Linked DNA regions of Sus scrofa: region 2 is linked to region 1. Evidence: chromatin contacts called from public promoter capture Hi-C data. All regions are on one chromosome and are shown on one strand. The core of a region is the stretch at or near the end of the contact, and the rest is flanking DNA. Distances in the headings are between cores, read along the strand shown. Region 1 holds the start of UBAP1 (ubiquitin associated protein 1). Region 2 holds the start of UBAP2 (ubiquitin-associated protein 2).

Evidence for each region. Promoter capture Hi-C pulls out the DNA fragments that hold promoters and counts their contacts.
Region 2: a contact with region 1 is called in a promoter capture Hi-C map of liver, with 4 times the contacts expected there. The contact joins the promoter of UBAP2 here to the promoter of UBAP1 in region 1. A contact is called at or near these places in 1 of 5 promoter capture datasets (liver), 1 of 47 Hi-C or Micro-C datasets (liver) and 1 of 2 datasets of contacts at active chromatin or transcription factors (alveolar macrophages).

The regions. Positions count from the first base shown.
Region 1 is chr10:32,624,729-32,627,357 of Sscrofa11.1, reverse strand. It overlaps UBAP1 (ubiquitin associated protein 1), which reads left to right and starts at 1,324. Exons shown (of 8, transcript NM_001267841.1): 1 at 1,324-1,516.
Region 2 is chr10:32,754,422-32,757,050 of Sscrofa11.1, reverse strand. UBAP2 (ubiquitin-associated protein 2) reads right to left here and starts at 1,344. Exons shown (of 28, transcript XM_021064693.1): 1 at 929-1,344.

The DNA.
Region 1 (2,629 bases), core at 75-2,574:
TGAGTTGCCTCAGCTGTGGCAGAGGTTACAGGTGTGGCTGGGATTCAATCCCTGGCCTGGGGAACGTACCTATGCTGCAGGTGCGGCCATTAAAAAAAAAAAACAACAACAAACTACTGCACTTTTCAAGTTACAATTATCTTCTCTGGAGTTCTGGAGAGAAAACAGGGCTGAAGAATTGGATATGAGACTGTACACATACTTTACTACTTCACTAAAAAACTGTAGAGGAGTTCCCGTCGTGGCTCAGTGGTTAACGAATCCGACTAGGAACCATGAGGTTGCAGGTTTGATCCCCGGCCTTGCTCAGTGGGTTAAGGATCTGGCGTTGCCATGAGCTGTGGTGTAGGTTGCAGACGCGGCTCGGATCCGAGTTGCTATGGCTCTGGCGTGGGCTGGCGGCTACAGCTCCAATTGGACCCCTAGCCTGGGAACCTCCATATGCCGAGGGAGCAGCCCAAGAAATGGCAAAAAGACAACAAAAAACTGTAGAGATGTAAATCTTTCTTAATCCTTTACTAAAAAGTAAATTTTTTTTGTGGTGGAGGCTGGGTCTATGGCATTCAGAAGTTCTGTCGCCAGGGATCTAACTCTGTCACAGGGGTGACCTGAACCACAGCAGGGACAAGGCTTGGATCTTAACCACTAGGGAACCAGGGAACTCCCAAAAGTCGATTTTCCAGAGCAATTGAATCCATTATACTCTGACTTTTTCTAGAGTTAACTGTTTATGCTTCTTTATCTTCCACCAATTAGGAACTTTTGGGAACAAAGATTTATCTTACTCAGTTATGAACCTCCATGCACTTGATTCCAGAACTCCAATAAGCGCAGAAGGAAGTAAACATTTGGGATTGGATTACCTGGTTTAAATTCCTTTGAAAGTCAGAACTGGAGGGAGATTTAGAGGTCACCTTTCAACTCATTCGGTTGTAAACAGGAAAAGTGAGGCCCAGAAAGTATCATAGTACTTTGCACCAAGTCAATGACCCGGGGCCAGATGCCAGACATCCTTATTCCCAAATACATCTCCTTGGTAAACCTTTGTGCGTCCCTTGGAGATTGATGGGTCGCGGCTTCCCGCCTGGGCAACTTCTTTAACCCTGACGCGTTACCCTCTCAGAGACCCATCCCCTTTCCTCCCTCCTTTCTGGTCAGCAGGGTTCACTCATTCCTTCGAAACGCTCCAGACAGGAGTTGTTCAGCCCTAGGAGAGATTAGTCACTTTACCGACGACTCCTCCCATTGGCTCGAGGGGTGGAGCGCGGCGCCATGACATCAGACGCCGAAAGGGGCGGAGCCGTGAGAGGAAGGAGGAGGGAAGCGGGACTTCAACATGGCGGCTGTGGTACTGGCGGAGGCTACGGTGACGGCCTGGCCTGGGGCGGCCAGAGTTGGAGGTGGTGGCGTTCGCTCTCCCTAGGAGCCGTCAGGAGCTCAGCGGGGACCGAGCCTGGGAGGCCGGTCGGCGGCAGCACCTTTCGGCTTCTGGGACGGCAGAGGCGGCGGCGTTCAGGTGAGGGGGCCTCCCGCTGGGGGAGGGGGAGAGGGGCGGAGTTGGGGGAGGAAGCCGGTACTGGGAGACGGATGGGGGAGGGACAGGGAAGAAGCCGGAGGCTGAGAGGAATGAAAGGAGCTGCAGCCCAGGGGGGTGTGAGGGCGAAGGGGACGGAGATGGGTGACTTGGGGAGGATTCTGGGAGAAGGGTCGAAGTGAGGGGACCAGAGTTGAAAGGGCGGAGGGCAGATGGGTTGCGGGAAAATAAATGAATTCGGATTAAGGGGACTAATACCCTCCTGGAAAATAGTCGCGGTAGAGTGAGAGCGCTCCGTGGGAATTAGAGGATGTTGATGCGAGGGACCCAGGTGTTAGTAAAGGTGAGTGATAGGAAGTTGAGAGTAAACTGGGGACGTGAAATGCAGATTTAGTTCTCCTCGAGGCGGTGAGATTTGGGAGAAAGAGAGACCAGACCCGGAGTGCATGATCTTTGGGGGTATCTTTGACATTGTCTGGTCTTCTCCGGGTATGTTAACCTTGCTTCTTTTGTTTGTTTCTTGGGTGGAGACTTATCTATACCTGGGGTTCACAAACAGCCCCAAATCTTTCGTGGGGAACATCAAGTTATAGTTCATTTATTTGTTCTCTATCAGTGATCTCTGACCTTTGTGTTATAGCCACATGTTCTTGTTTCCAGACGAGCTTCTTAAATGTATGACTGGGCATAATACATTTTATATTAAGCTGAAATGAAATTTTGAGAGTTTTTAGACACCACGAGTGTTGTAAAACCAGGTTTGGTAATTTAGTGACCTATTAAATATATTCTAACTCGATTTACTAGTGCTTTCTCTTTTTTCCTCAGTTCTGATTATTAGAATTTGAGAATTTCGATAGATATGATGGATGTTTCTCTTTAGAATTTTGTTACATTTGATGATGTGAAAAACAGGGCACTTAGTTTTTAGTGATAGCCAGCTCTTTCTAGTTAATGTCCCAACCTAGTTAAACTGAAAGTTTCTATTATTTTGTGAAAAAATGTTAACTATCTAAAGTCTAGAAAAATTACATTGTATTAGCCTACTTTTTAAAGTGGAATTTTTTAAGTTAAATTTTCCTAATCCATCCTGTT
Region 2 (2,629 bases), core at 95-2,594, 130 kb before region 1:
ATCTTGGATACAAGTAGAAACAATATCCAACAGAGGTGGAAGTAAACTACCGGATTATGTCAAACAGGAAATAACAGGAATGATGATGGAATCACGCAATCAACTCCCAGAGAGAACAAGGATGAGACCAGAGTGGTGAGAACAGTGGTGGCACGTGAGGTGCGAGGACAACTAATTAGACTGAAAACCCTGGGGGAAAAGTGGAAAGCCAAGTGAAAAGTGATTCAGCGGCAAAGAAAACTGAGATGCAATGCACCAATGGAAGAGTAACATTTTGAATAGTATTCTAAGAGTGCTTTAGTTTACAAAGCTCTTGCAAACCTACACTAAAGAACAACTGTGACACGGCCAGACTACAGGAACTGGGAACGTGGAGGAAAACTGAGTCCTAAGTGTCTGACACCAAAACCTTCCCGAATGAAGAGGAGAAGTGGAACTGCACTAGCCTCTGGGTAGCCGGGAAAGGCGAGAGAGCGCAGAAGTAAGGCTCTGAAATATCTAGTCCCAGGTCTAGCGACAGGCATGAAAACGGAAAAGTGGTCGGTCGGCGACAGCGTGGCGCGGGAGCTCCAGCGGACAGGCAAGGGAGGGACAACGGTGGGAGAGAAAACCACACCCTCCAGGGCAGAAACCCGACCGGGGGGAGGGGAAGGCGCCCCCTGGGGCTGGGTGGGGCCGGGACGACAAGCGTTGGGGTAGGCAGGAAGGAGCCCCGGACAACCCGCGGGAGAGAGGAAGGACTGCACCAGGCCTGGGCAAACTGAGGACGCGTGAAACCAGCGAGGGAAGCTCGGCCCGCTTTCACGGGTGGGCGCTGGGGCACTATGAAGAAGGTTGGAGAAAAGAAGAACAGAAGCCAGGACTACCGGGCGCAAGCTGCAGAGCTCAGGGACCTGGACCGGGGAAGGTGAGAGAAGGTGCCAATTACCGCTGCTGCTCTCGCTGGACTCGGGACCCGCTGCTGCTGCTGCCGCTGCCGCTGCCGCTTGCCGCTGCCGCTGCCGCCGCCGCCGCCGCCGCTCGTTACCTGCCAATGTGCCTCTTACAAAGCGGCGGCGGCGGCAGAGGCTGCTCGGCCCGTCACGTGACCTCTACGTCATGGGCGAAGGAGGAGCCACTACAAGTCGCTCGCCCGCGGCTCGTCATCAACCCGCCCACAGAGCGCGTCGCTCTCACTAACCAACCCCCCGTCATGCCCTCCAGACTGGGCCAGCATGGTTGAGGCAGGGGGAGGCACGCAGATGGAGCCAACAAGGGCGAGTTTACGCAGTTTCTCGTACTCGGAGTTGTTAGGGACGTGCTAGCTCCCGCCTCCAGGAAGCCCACAAGTGCAGCTCGTTGTCGCGCTGTGATGACCTCACAAGGCACCACAGGTCGCTGCCTTGCGGCCGCCTTCCTCTCATCACGTGAAGTGGTCCAACCACTCAAGAAGACCCTAGCCTGCCAAGCGTTGCGCCAGGGCACTACGATTCTCAACTTGCTGCACAGCAAAGCCATCTACCACCACATCCTTTCCCTCGTGGCTTCATGGATGGTGCGGCTGTGACTTCGGACCGAGGGAAGGCCGAGACGGAAAGCGGACAGGGCAGGCATCTGAGACTAATGCTAGTGAGCGGCCCCTGCTAGGCAGCTGAGCATGATTCCTGCTGGGAGATGTAGTCGCCGTGGGAGGTGGGGTTCGGCTACCACCTTCCCGAGCCGGCGCTCTGCCCCGCCCCCCTGCGCGGGAAAACACCAACGGCTCGCGGAGATATCCGTTGCACCCAGCTGGCTTCCCAGGGAACCTCCACCGGAGTGGGAAGGCCCCGAGGCTTACGTCCTACGAAACGTGGGCTCAAATTATGCAGTCCCAAGCCCCTTATGCGTGAAAAGACTAACATTTCTAGAAAGCCTACTCGTCAGCCGTTTATACAACCAGTTTTATTAAGTCGTAAAGTCAACCCTTTGAGGCTGGGATTGTCCCGGTTTTAAGCAAAGAGAAAGGATCAGGGAGGTTCAGTTGTTAACTGGCTGAGGAGACCCAAACCAGATTATCTGTCTCCTAATAATGAATAACCTGCCTCTCAAAATGACCTCACCTGTTAAGCATAAAGAAGGAGCTAATGGTTTATAATTGTAGCAGAGTATTTTAGAGTATGTTCTCAATTACTGGACGGTTGACCCTCAAAGGCAGTATCTAAGGACTTTGGAATCCAGCAGGCCTTACCTCGATTTGAGCTTTCCTTTGTGATAACACCGCTTCACCAGGTTGTGAAATAAGATTATGTAAAATACCAGATTGGCACAGAATAAACCCTCAATAAATATTAGCGATTATTTTCACACCCTGCATGTATCCTTGGGCACCATAGGTCCAAGATGAAAAGGGAATTAGCACATACTGATCTTTGTATGGGGCACTCTACGAGTTACTAACTTGCCAGGTACTAATAGACTTGTAGGTTAAAGTACTTGATGCAAAACACTTGAATCCTTAATAGCCTGCTCAGTTCAAGGGAAAACTTTGTTTTTCATCTGAATTGATCAAGAATGCTCAGGCTGTGCCTTTAACAAATAGAACTTATTATCATGACCATTCATGTGTAGATGTATCTTATCTCTCTTTTTACAGTGAGCTAGCGTTGTATAT